Regions from separate parts of the Sus scrofa genome. Here region 1 is linked to region 2. Evidence: chromatin contacts called from public Hi-C data. All regions are on one chromosome and are shown on one strand. Each heading gives the region's core, a stretch centred on a gene start, on an enhancer-like site or on the middle of the called end of the contact. The rest is flanking DNA. Distances are from core to core; before and after follow the strand shown.

Region 1 (5,974 bases), core at 3,228-5,727, 590 kb before region 2:
AGGCAGCCAGCGAGGAGGATCACACACTTTGCTCTTTTTGTTGTGCGGGTGGCGCCGGGCTCTCGCTGCCTTCTTCTTTCGGGAGGTGACAGAGGGAGAAAAAAATACGAGATAATTCACGCCGGCGACGATTTCACAGCGAAATAGAAAAAATAAAAATCAGAAGAAAAAGAATTGCAAAAAAAAAAAAAAAAAAAAAAAAGCGAAAGAGACATCCAAAGTAGGTCGAATAAATAATCCTCTTCTTTTCCTCTTTCTTGCTCCTTCTTCTGCTTCTTCTGCTATAACACACAGAGCTAGTTAAAAAAACCCTGGAGATCGCCCAAAAATGTTCTTTTTTTAGTATTTTAAATAAGTGCTCTTCAGCCGGGAACCAACACCCTCCCTCCAAAAAAAATCATATATGTATAAAATAACGATAAGAAGAATACGAAGGGGGTGCCTCCTCCTCCTCCTCTTTTTTTTTTTTTTTTCCCTTAAGTTTAGCCCTCACTCCTCTGCAGGAATGGAGTAAAAGAGACAAGGAGGAGGGAGAAAAAGGAAAGAAGAAGAATACGGTGGAAACAACTAATAGAATATGTAAGAAAAGGGAAAGAGGAGAGAGAGAGGGGGAAAAAAGAGAGAGATTGAAAGAGAGAGGCGGAAGAGAGAGACAGAGAGAGAGAGAGAGAGAGGGAGAGAGAGAGAGAGAGAGAGGGAGAGAGAGAGAGAGGGAGAGAGAGAGAGAGAAGAGAGAGACCCCAAAATTGAATGCGTTTAAACGGGAGGACTCGCAGAGCAGTGTTTCCGAAAGGGGGATCTGCGCGAATGTCTGTATATAGTGAACTTTGACACTACTATTGAAACTGACACGTTTCTATGGAGATCGCTGCCTTATATGGAGCTCGTGTCAAGGAGCCAAGAGAAGGGCTGCTGGCAACTGATAATCAAAGGCGACTGACTGGTCAGAGCCCTGAATCGGGGGGGAGAGAAAATGGGAGGCTAAGGTTAGCCAAGCCTCCCGCACGCCATTGGTTGGAGAGCCCCTCCCCCCTCCTCTTTTCCTTTCTTTCTCCCCCCCCCCTTAGCTACCTACAGACGGGAATGGCGTAGAGAGGAGGAGAGAAAGTGAGGGAGGGGGGTGTGCTTCTGACAAGCGCAATTTACATTGAGATCGCCCTGCGCTGCTATTTACTCTGAGACCTGATTAGTATGGGTCGTCTATGGTCACACACACGCACTCTCTCTCTCTCTCTCTCACACACACACACGCACATGAGCACCAGAGGGGGAAGGGATGGCGAAGGGAAGAATGCCTTGCAATGGGTAAAAAGAGAATTCGAAGGCCATTATTTTGTTTTCTCCTGAAAAGTTTTTAAAATTAGGTTTTAGGAGCGTGAAGTGTCATTGAAAATGTTAGGAACATTTTAAATGGGAATTAAACTCTCACCATTTTAATGATTCGTGAAATATTCTGGGTTTGGATTGTTTTCTTCTTTCACATATAAGCACAAGCCAAGAGTGCATTCTGCTCATTTTATATTCCTTCAAGAAACAAAGTAGGGACTCTCTATTTTTTGGTCCAATGTATGTTTTGGTTTTAAAATTAAAGGTTTAATTACGAGAAAACACACTCTTGGAATTTGCAGCTATTTCCACAAAATCAATCCGAATCAACGGTTCCTCTTCATCCCAAAGAAGATTTTAAAAATAAACTTTCCAGTCAATCCGATTTTTTCTTCTTCTCTTTCTTTTTCTTTTTTCCCTTTTTGGTATCCTCAGGCTGTTCCAAACTCCAAACAAAGCTTCAGTAATTATTAATAAAACAGTAGTAAGTTCTCATATTGTTGGCGGCGGGGGGGGGGGGTTGCCGGCCAAGTCTGAGTCCCAGGGAAAGACGGAAAGGGGTGAACGAGAAAGGAAGGAGTGAAGGGAAAGAGATGGGAGATGGGGAGAGGAGAGGGGAAGGGAGGGGAGAAACGAGAGGGGGGGAGAGAGAAAGAGAGAGAGAGAGAAGGAGAGGGAGAGAGAGAGAGAGAGAGAGAGAGAGAGAGAGAGAGAGAGAGAGAGAGAGAGAGAGAGAGAGAGAGAGAGAGAGAGAGAGAGATTGATTCCCGAAGGCGATTGGTCGCCGGTGGAGGGGCGGGCAGGAGGAGAGGGTCCCGCCGCGAGGCCTGCAGGAATCGCTGGCTCCGGCTGCCACCTAGCGGACGGGAGCCGCGCCGGGGAGACGCACAGTCGGGTCCCTCCTCCCCTCCCGGCAGGCAGCCTGTGCCTTTTCTCCAAACGGAGACAGCACTTTGAAAATTCTTTCAATGGATTTTTTTTCCTTGAAAGATCGTACTGGGGGAAAATGATACTTCTATTAGTTACATATTCTCCAATCGCACACTCGCACCCCCCCTCGTTTTGAGATCGCTCCCCTAGGCAGGCTCAGGCGGGCGCGGATCGGCGCGGAGTGACAAAGCCGCTGCTGCTGTCGCCGGGGGTGGGAGCTGCGCGAGCCCGCCCGCCCCTCGACTCGGGAGACTGTAAAAGTTTGTCTCAGCTCCAGCATCCCGAGCCTCAACACGCCCTCAGGTAAAGGTGAGAGTAAATGGCCACGCTGTATCGACAGAGGTTGGGTTTATTTTTTAATACTCGTTCTCACTTTAAATTTCATCAGGGAGGGGTTTAGGAAGCGCTGCGCGTTTGGGGTGCGTTTTGCGCTTCCCGGTCTCTCCAGCCTGCAAGTCAGGAGTCGGCGACCGCTTAGTGATGAGCGACGATTTTAAATAGCAGAATAAAGGCTTTTTCGTGTCTGCCCCACAGCCCCTCCAGCTCGAATAATGAAGAGACAGTCAATGCAATCTGCAAGCGGCGGCCCATTGTACGCAGCTGATGGAAAGAAGGCAACCGGGGCCGGCGAGGGCTCCTTGCCCTCTCTCCTCTCCTCAAATAAACGCGCTCATGTCTCCTGATCAGTTAAAAGGTGAAATGAACACGATTAAAAGACAAAAAGAGAGACAGAGATAGAGAGATAGAGAGAGAGAGGGAGAGAAGAAAAGAAGGAAGAAAAAGAACAAGCTTTCTACATATAAATTCTAAATTTTATTCCTCATGTAGTACAAAGGCAGGCAGTCGAGGGCAGAGAAAGCAGGCAGGGAGAGGGAGACAGGGAGAAGCAAAGAGAACGTGGAGAGATACGGAGCGAGTGGAAGAGGAAGGAGGAAGGAGAGCAAGCTCCAGGGAACTGGAGGCGCCCTGGACGCCCAGCCCTCCGGCCCAGCCGCCCTCGGACTCTGGACCGCGAGTCGTGGGCACCAGAAGCGAGACTCGGCCAAGTCCTGCCCTACCAGGCAAGTAACGCAATGATTATCGTTTCTTTTGAACTCGGGGTAGGCAACGCGGACAGGCCGGGAGGCAGCCTTTGCTCTCATGGCTTCTGCAGGCCATGGCCGCAGTCCAGTTAGCCAGGGCGGGACGAGAAGAACTTTCCGCAGGTCCTGCTCCGGAGCTGCTCTCTGTCCTACGGAGGCGTGGAGGCAGGGATCGCGGCCGCGGGGCCGCCCTGGAACTGAGGATCTCGCCCGCCAAGCTTCAGTCCAAATTCAAAATAGGTCTTCCCCACCCCCATTTCCCCCCCCCCCAGCGGCGGGAAACCGCTGCGGTCCTCCAGCCTGGGGCTGAGGACTGGAGCAGCGGATCAGCAGGTTTGGCATCCTTGCTGCCGACAATCCGTGCCCCCCCCGCCCCCTCCTGCGCCGGAGCCTGAGCCTCGATGGAATTGGGTTCGGAGTCCGGCCGAGTTGGCCCTGTCGCCTGCGCCTTGCCTGGCCTCAACCATGCCCTGGTGAGCTCGGCTCCTGCAGCACAACAGCGGACGCCGTTTGTAACGGGATCCCCCTAACGTAACGCGATCGATGGCCGCCTGTTTGATGTGGGCGATAGTGTCAGCGGATTAAAAGGGACACCAAGCCGCCCTCCCCAGCGGAGAACACGCGGTGACGGCGGCAGGGAAAGAGCCATATTCACAGCCCGGCAGTCCAGCCACACTCCTCGCCCCGCGGCAAGAGGGCTGGGGGCGAGGAGGGGTCACCTCCCTAGGGGTGAGGACCGAGCGGGTGTGTAGGAGAGGAAGAGCCTCAATTAAAACCTACTGGGGCGCTTTGCCGAGCGCTGGGCAGGGGCGCGCGTTTGCGTCAGAGGGCGCGCAGGGCGGGCTCAGGGGGCGGGGGAGCCAACGCCAGAGGGGGGGGGGCGCGCCCAGGGGCTGGGTAGGCGCAGGAAGGAACCAGCAAAGCCTCGACGGCCTCGGTTCGGCCTTGCAGGCTAGCCGGAGGGCGTGGCTGGAGGACGAGCTGAGACTTCCCGAGACCCGCGGTGCCCACTCACAATCACTGTGGGCTCTTCCTGCCAGCCCCCACTTTGGGCTTCCAAACTTGGAAGAGGCCCGTGGGATCTGGCGTGACCCTGGGGATGGAAGAAGCGGAGCCTCGGGTGGCATCAGTCAGAGCCTCCGGCTCCGGCGGAAGGGAGGGAGGGATGCAGCCCTCCGCCTTAGCCTCTAAAGGAAGGAGGTGCGGCTGTAGGTGATGGTGCCCGCAGCTATGGAAATCTTCAGCTTCTCCAAGCAGGGGAACAGTTCACACTCCTGCAGGGTATATGCGCCAACTTTCTGTCGTGAGAGCGGCAGAAAGAAACCTAGGCTTTTTGAGGAGAGGCACTGGTCCCCTCTTGGACTCGTCCAGCCCCAGGGGCACTCTGGGATCAGTCTCTCTTCTGGACCGTGTGTTCCCCAGCCGCAGAACTCTTCCACTTGTACTCACAGCCCCACCTGCAGCAAATAGCTTCTGTGGAGGGACTGAGGGGTCAGTTCAGGTCCTGGTGGGAGCCCTGACTTTCTCTCTACAAGGATGTCGTTTGTTACTGGTTCAACTTGACTCACTGATGCTGAGGCCTGATGCACCCTGTGTTTAACCAGGAAATAATGATTACTGTTGTTGCTGGGGAGGGCACCTAACAGAAAAGTGATCATATTTTGTGGGACCAGGTGGGTCCTCAAACTGTGACTATCCACACTCATGTTCAGCTGCAGAAGCAGAAAAACAGTTGGAATTTCCATCTTTCTTCCACTTGTCCTTTCTTCTCCAGATCTTCCTCCTTCCCTCCTCACCCATTCCCTTGTTTCTGAGGACCTCTAACTGAGTCTCAGCCTCTGTACTTGCCTCTTGGATCCAGACCCACTGTGGCCCTTGTCTCGGCATGAGACTAATTGAGACTACCAGCATGGTGGCTGTATATGCTCAGCCCTCTCCAAGGTCTCTTTCCTGGTGAGTCTAGTATATAGGAAAAGCCTTGCCAGGGCCTGGACTACCAGGCCTCACTTCTCAAGTCTTCCTCTGTCCTCCACCCTCATAGGCCAGTTCAATGCAAAGTCTCCATTATGACATGAGAAGTTACCCCTCCGCTTAGGGAGGAGAATCAGGCTTACAATATCCCTTTTGGGTTGCTAGCATCATGGCTCAGCCTCAGCCACAATTACTTATCAAAAGGCTTCCACACAACATTTGCTCTAGCTTAGCTGGACAGCCAATAAACAGTTGTGGCCTCGTGGGGGAAGGAGAGAAGCAGAGGTCTGGGGCTGCACATAAAGTATGACTTGCATTCCAGGCACCAGAGTCGGGATCCATGAAGTCTGTCTAGCTGATTAACACCCCAATCCTCACTACCTTTCTTTCCTCTAAGACTGGAATCATTCTTCACTAATCCAATGACCTCGTTGATATTAGTATTTTGCTCTCCCCAAACTCAACAGATCATTTGTTTTGCGTTTTTGGTAAATCACCCTGAAAAAAAAAAAAAAAGGTGGCCTTGTAACAATGTTTTCTACATGTAGTTTGAGAACCTAGAGCTTTTGCAAATAACTGCATGTGTGTAGAAAATTTTCTCCTATATCTCATCCCTGCCCCATAAATCATTAAAAAAGGTATTATTTTGTTTAGAGAGACCACAG
Region 2 (6,638 bases), core at 3,096-5,595:
TTTATGTGGTTGGCTTCTTCTCATTCTTTAGAGCCCCACCTATGCGTTACTCCTCCATAGTTTTGATCTGACAGTATTACCAAATCTGATTCTGGGTTCTTTATTTCAGGACCTTACTGCTTTCTTTCACATATATACTGACATTTTTCTTATCTCTAATAATATACTCTTCACCATTCTCCACCCTGCCTCTGCCCTGGAGACTTGCCCTATCAATTACATCAGGGAAATCCCACCCTCTGGATTAAGGTTGGGTTTAGCCAATGAGAGAGGAGATTCAGAATGTAAGGAGTGAGAGCTACATACTTATTCTTCTGGCTCCCTCCCTTCTAGGTCATCCAGTGGTGGCCATTTCTTAGAAAGTACCCATGGTGTTCCATTTTACAGATGAAGAAACAACACAGAATTGTTAAGAGATACAATTACATAGCTACAAATAGTAGTGTGAGGATGCAAATTTGAGCATTTTCTCTACATTGTCCTGCCGCGTTTAACAATTTATACAATCACAGTTGGTACAATTTTTATTTCTTGGATCAGTTGAAAGCACTGGCCTGAGCTTCATTTCTCTACTTCTTAGCCTCTAAAATCACTGTCTCTTTGACTTAAGCTCACAACAGAGGGTTGGAGGCAAAGTCATGAGAGTATTTATACCACGTGTGTTTTAGGTTAAGTTTTTTTTTTTTTTAAAAATAAATCACTAAAGACCTTAGGATTGAGTTTCATATATTGTCTATGATGAGAGTGACCAAGCTCTCAATCAGAGAATATTTTTGAAATCATCATGTGACAAAACACTAACAGTAGTGTTTCTTTTCCTTCTTTCTCTTCTTGCTCTTCCTTCTTGCTCTTGCTTCTTGCTCTTCCTTCCCTTCCTTCTTTTTTTTTCTTTCCATGGCCAAATTTGAAGCATATGGACAGTCCAAGTCTAGCGGTCAAATCAGAGCTGCAGATGTTGGCCTAGGCCACATCTGCAGCAATGCAGGATCTGAGCCTCATCTGAGATTTACACCACAACTCACAGAAAGACAGGATCCTTAACCCACTGATCAAGGCAAGAAATAAAACCCACATCCTCATGGATACTAGTCTGGTTCGTAACCCACTGAGCCACAATGGGAACTCCCTAAGAGTATTTCTATATTATATTTTGTTAACTGGGAAAAACACTATTTGGACTTTATTAATTTAGAGAACAAATGCAAAAGCTAGAATGTAATTTCAGGAAGAATGCAAAATCCTTACAGGTTTTAAATCTTAGAGATAGTCTGGTGAGGAAAAATTGCTTAGGTCTTGAAAGTTTGGACATTTTACATGTTCTGCTAAAATACATATCCATTACCTCCACCCTTCCCTCAAAATTGAAATGTAAGAAAAGGCTCTTTTTTCTCTGAGGAAGATCCATTTAATCTCCTTAAATATAGAAAAGGCAAAAAACATGAAGGATGAGAATGAACCCTAATGTAAATACAGATAAATATGGTGACAGCTGTAGCTGAATGGTTACAGAATTGGCTTGAGAAATGAAACATCTATAATACACACAGATACACACACACACACACTCCTTGGATTTATTTATGAAATAGTGTCTTCTAAACATAGAACCTTGCATTGCAGAAAAGGCAATTAAATAGAACAGCATGAGGTTGTCAATCACTTCAACAACTAACAAAAGCATCTACTATCAAAGCAAATAATGTAAATGTGCAGGAAGATACCTTGCTATCAAAGCAAATAATGTAAACATGCAAAGGCAAAAAATTCTCTGTATCAAATGTCACCACTTTAATGTTCACCATTTTTGTGTATGTTTTTACATATGCTTGATCCTAGTCTATCAGTTATTCTGAAACTTAATATAGAATTGGCCATTATCATTTTTTAGAAGATTTGGCCATCGTGGGAAGATTCTGAAAGAGGTTGGGACTTTATTTTTCCTTCTTTTATTTCTTCTTTTTTTTTCATTACTAGTGCTGTATAAATAAATGGACAGTCACAGCTTATCATCACTTAAAGATGCATGCGCATGCTGCAGTTTACTGAAACATGATTGGCTGCTACATAAATCAATCTGATAGAGATCGGTTCCATGAAGAAGAGATAAATCATTAGCCAGAGCTTTTGGAATGTAATTCATTTTAGATAGTGATTATTGATGATTTAATTTTAGCAGTACATGTACATGTCTAGACCATGATGTTATATAAAATGTTAATGTGGAAAAATATATTCATTTTTAAAGTGAGTATAAGGAAATCAATTAGAAGTTTACATGCAAAGCATGTTAATAAAAGAGCTGTGTTGAGAAGTCCAAAGTTCTACTTACTAAATGAGTAAGAATGTAGCCTTATTTCTCAGGAAAAAATCTTAAATACTTTCTTCAGATAGCGACACAAAGAAGTGGTTTCAAACTTCACCTGACTTAGCACATCCAGTATCTTAGATAGCCATCTTCTGCATCTTGGCCTCTATCTCTCCTGTACTTGTGCCCTTAAACCCACCACTTCTGTTCATTCCAATTCAACAGCATTTAGTGGGAGTCTTCCTGAGGAGAGATTTTTTGCTCTCAAAAGCACTCTTTGTTTTCTAACCTGTAGGTAAGTAGGGAATGAAGGATGTGTATTAATGGTGCTGACACCAGTAACTCCAAGGGACAGCAGCATAAGACTAGCAGAGAAGTAGAGAAGTAGAACAGCTAGATGGTGCCCAGGGCCCGTGTTTATAAGGGATACTAGGACATCGTTGAGAAATGGCTAATACTAAAGGATTAGGTATCTTAGAAAATTTCCGAGGAAAGTTACATACCTTGTTGGGAGAAACACCTTGAAAGTCTACTTGGAGTGGGAATGAGCTGGTCAAATAGCAATAGCTAGTTACCGAAATAACTTCTCAGAAATGTTTTTGATTTACTGAGTAAATTATTCAAGTTTGAGGCCCAGGTGAAAACTGCCACCAACAGGAATCTTCCTTCTTTTCCTCATGAGGTCCTCCTTTGAATGAATGGGAGCAAATATTTTAGCTATCCTGGTTTGTAGAGACATAAAATTACCAACCTGCCTACATGCTTGATGTAAGCCCCTGGATAGTAGGGCAGGTGAAAGCACAATGGCAGACCTCAGAGAAGCCTGGTGTTCACGTCCCTGGTCTTTGTCCCTGGCTTAGCCCAAGTAAGTAATTGGGATTTTTTCTAATCCATCTCTAGCCTTTTACAGAGAAATCCATTTCATTGAGGGGATATAGTATATTAATAAGCCCAATTTGAGATCAGTTTTGCAATCTTCTGGTCCATCTGTTGCTTCTACACATACAATCTCTCTAGTCTTTGCTTTGCCCCCCAAAGTGTCACCATCTTTTCTAACTTGTAACAGTTCCTCGGTCTATACTGCCTAAGGTCTGAACTGATAGGATACTGCCAGCCTCTAGAACCCAGTTCTTTCTTTATCCATGTGTACTTGTGACTCTGCTTTTGAACTTATTTCCTTTGATTCTGAGTGATCCCAAGATACTAGGACCACTCCTTAAATCACAGAGGGTACATCATTTTAGTCACTAACTCCCCAGTGGAACAGGGAACCTAGGTGCATGTCAATATTTGTATGAAAATGAATGCCTAGAATTCAGAAACATCTTACCTTTTAAATTGCACAGCCTCCTCCCCTTCCCATATTCCTTAAAATAAGGTAAAGCAAATATTTTATTCTGATGAGAAAATTGAGACACTGGAGAGAGAAGCTGGCATATTTGGTGATAAAAGGGGTTATATTCTTTGTATATCACATCAGATTTCCTTTCAGGAAAATGAATTTTCCCCTATGTGGCAGTCATGAGGGATGTGAGAGTCTTGATTCCAGATGAGAGAAAAGAAAGCTGTTCAGGATAACATGAAGTAAGAAGAGTATGTGTGGGTGTGTAAAGAAAACATTTAGTAGGGAACCCCTAGGAGGTGTACAAACATTCTGAGAGGAGTCACATCAAAGCAGTGACCTGTCATAGATTTTTCTTTGGGCTATTCCTAAGCCTCCAGCAAAATTTTATAAAAAACAAAACAAAACAAATCCTTAGCTTGCTATTGGTTGTGCTGAGGGTGTAACAAAACCGGCCCATATCCACACACAGGACAAAATGGTATGAGGTGGGCAGAAAGAGTGTTTGAGGAGTCAGACTCCAACAGGAAGAGGTTGCTGGCAGAAGGGTGTGGCAACAGACAGAGACAGATGGCCCGCTGAGGGGGGAGTGGCAACCAGCACACGTTCTGGAACCTATAAGCAATGTCTGAGATCCTCAGAGTTAGGAGGGCACAAGAAATTGCTAAAAGCCCAAAGTCCCTGAGGGTGGGGGTCTCAGACTATTGTTACACAGTCATTAAAGGGAAGGGTGACCCCTGGAGGCCAGAGCAGCCTACAGCGCCAGCTTACTTTACTCACCAATTCTTTCAAAATGCATTCTTTGGTAAATAATACAAATGCCCTCCCCTCTTGAAGTGCAAGCTAAGCATTTTGAAAAATGCATTATTTTATTAGACATCTTATTGAATTAATGTACAGTTAGAGCTAAAGGAATAAATGCAGACTTAGCAGTGTTTATCCTCCCAGGCACCACCTGCTCCTTGCTTCTCCCGAGCCAGAGATTCCAGCATCCTTACTTTCCCTGAAGAAACTACATAGATCCCCAGTGGCATGAGTGGCCTCTCACCCCCTCTCCAGCCTTCATCTGCCACCAGAAGGATGTCTTATCTGCCAATGTAGTGCCCTCTGAACTAGCAGTGCTCTGGCTAGAGTTGGATGTTTTCTTCTCACAGTCTAGTGAATAAGCCTCTTCTTAATGAGATTTGAATGCATTACATACTTTGGCTTCACTGTACTTAGTGGAGGCATGTTCTGCACTGAAGCTGCACAGCTAGAAAGTTCTCTTTTCAGCTTGATCCCAAGGGTTGTTGGGATCTGAGGTGTTGATGCTGAAGCGGAGGAGTTTGGAGCAGCTCCCGTGAATGGAGAAGTGTATCCAGGCTTGGTGGATTATCTGTGAACCTCTGAAAAGTATGTTAGTCTCTTTTAAAATAACCTTCTTAACTTCATCAGTTCAGAAACAGCTTTTGCCTCTTTAACCACAAGTTATGATCCCCAACTGAATCACAACTTAACATACTCATCAAAAGTAGATTTGTCCTATGGCTTAAGTACAGAAAAGGCCTGCCTTCTTTCCTTATCCTAACTCATAACTTAATGTAATTTCTGAGTAGAAATTTCTGAAGGACAAATTTCTGAAGGACAAAGCAGAATTATTTGACAAGTTCTTAATTCAAGTTGGCAAGCACATCCTACTGAGGAGAAATAAGTATTTAGATCATTTAGATGATTTTAAAACTATAATTTTATTTTAAAATTGTTGGTTAGTGAAGCTACTTAGACATCACAAAATCAGGTAGGATGATTGTTGAGAGTTCAAAAATCAGAGCAAGAAGTTGTCATTTCTTGTGGTCTTTTATGGAAGTCTCCACGAATGCTACAAACTTTTTCCAAGTGATGTTTTACAGAATTGCTTTAAAAAATCCCAGAGGGTAAATAGCATTCTCAGAATAAACAGAAAAATGCTGACCTTGTCAGATTTAGATGCTGAAAGCCAAGCTGTTTTAAGACTTGGAGGATCAAGGGTCATGGTTATAAACAACGTAGATTAGGGAGGGAAAAAAAAAGAAAGTAAGAAGGAAAAAAAAAAAATAGTGAGCAGCACCATGAATATAAGTAATAGGTTGACCTTGGCAAGACGGAAATGAGATATTTATGTAAAAATGTAAGATAAAACAAAGGCAAAAACGCAACTGAAAACAAAAACAAAAACAAATCCCCGAGGCCCAAAACTACTTGAGAAACTGTTTCTTAGAGAATATTTAAAGCCGGAAATGAGTCACTTTAACTTCATCTGTTTTTGGTTGAAGGAGGGGAGAAAGGTCAAAGCTTCTTTGTTTTAAGTGAGTTGGTCACTACTTCTGAAGTGTAACATGATAGGGTTCAGGAGCCTTAATGAAACAGCCATTTCCCAGACACTCAGAGCTGAGTGAGTCCTCGGCAGTGGCAGGCCAAGAACTGGGCTTCAAAAAGGTGCCTTCAACAAAGGCAAGGCAGACTATGACCCTTTCTTGACTTTCGTATCTGAATAGGTGTTTCTGTAGCCACCTCCCAGGACAATAGAAAGCAGAAGCTGGCCATTCCTTACTATATTTTTATACATTACCACACATTATACAGCCCCATAACCAAACCATTACAATTCTATTTACACCCAGGCACTCGACACAAATTTATACGTCTTCTATATTGCCTTGATATAATGATGCTTTCGGTAAAGCCTAGATAAATGAAAGAAATGTGAAAACATAGATACTCATTTCTAAAAAATTCTGCAGTCCTTAAGCCTACTGAATTCAGCATCCTTCCAATGGGAATGTTCAAGTGTAACATGTCTAAAAAAGGAGTGGAACTGAAGCTGACTGAGAACATGGATTTATGAAAGTAAGCTTAGTTCCTACTTTGAGACTAAGAGGACAAACAAATGCCTTCTTCAGCAGCAAGGAGAATTTATCCCTTTCCATGTAGTCACAGGGTGTGACCAGGTGAGGAGGTCTTCACTGTAGGGAA

The links. Hi-C and Micro-C count contacts between places; a contact is called where the count stands out from the background.
Region 1: a Hi-C map of subcutaneous adipose tissue shows a contact between it and region 2, with 2.1 times the contacts expected there. The contact joins two enhancer-like sites. A contact is called at or near these places in 5 of 47 Hi-C or Micro-C datasets (brain, embryonic fibroblasts, fetal skeletal muscle and 2 more) and 1 of 2 datasets of contacts at active chromatin or transcription factors (skeletal muscle).

Annotation. Positions count from the first base shown.
Region 1 is chr2:100,440,899-100,446,872 of Sscrofa11.1, reverse strand. No RefSeq gene overlaps it. Among named protein-coding and RNA genes, the nearest start is that of NR2F1, 3.8 kb to the left of the region's middle. Within about 2 kb of position 4,477, at least 37 of the 83 cell types and tissues checked have an H3K27ac peak or open chromatin away from gene starts, as enhancers often do. A contact at or near this core is called in fetal skeletal muscle and subcutaneous adipose tissue, where this site is marked.
Region 2 is chr2:99,854,373-99,861,010 of Sscrofa11.1, reverse strand. The region is part of intron 1 of LOC102157568 (a long non-coding RNA gene); the gene reads left to right. Among named protein-coding and RNA genes, the nearest start is that of NR2F1, 590 kb to the left of the region's middle. Within about 2 kb of position 4,345, at least 15 of the 83 cell types and tissues checked have an H3K27ac peak or open chromatin away from gene starts, as enhancers often do. A contact at or near this core is called in fetal skeletal muscle and subcutaneous adipose tissue, where this site is marked.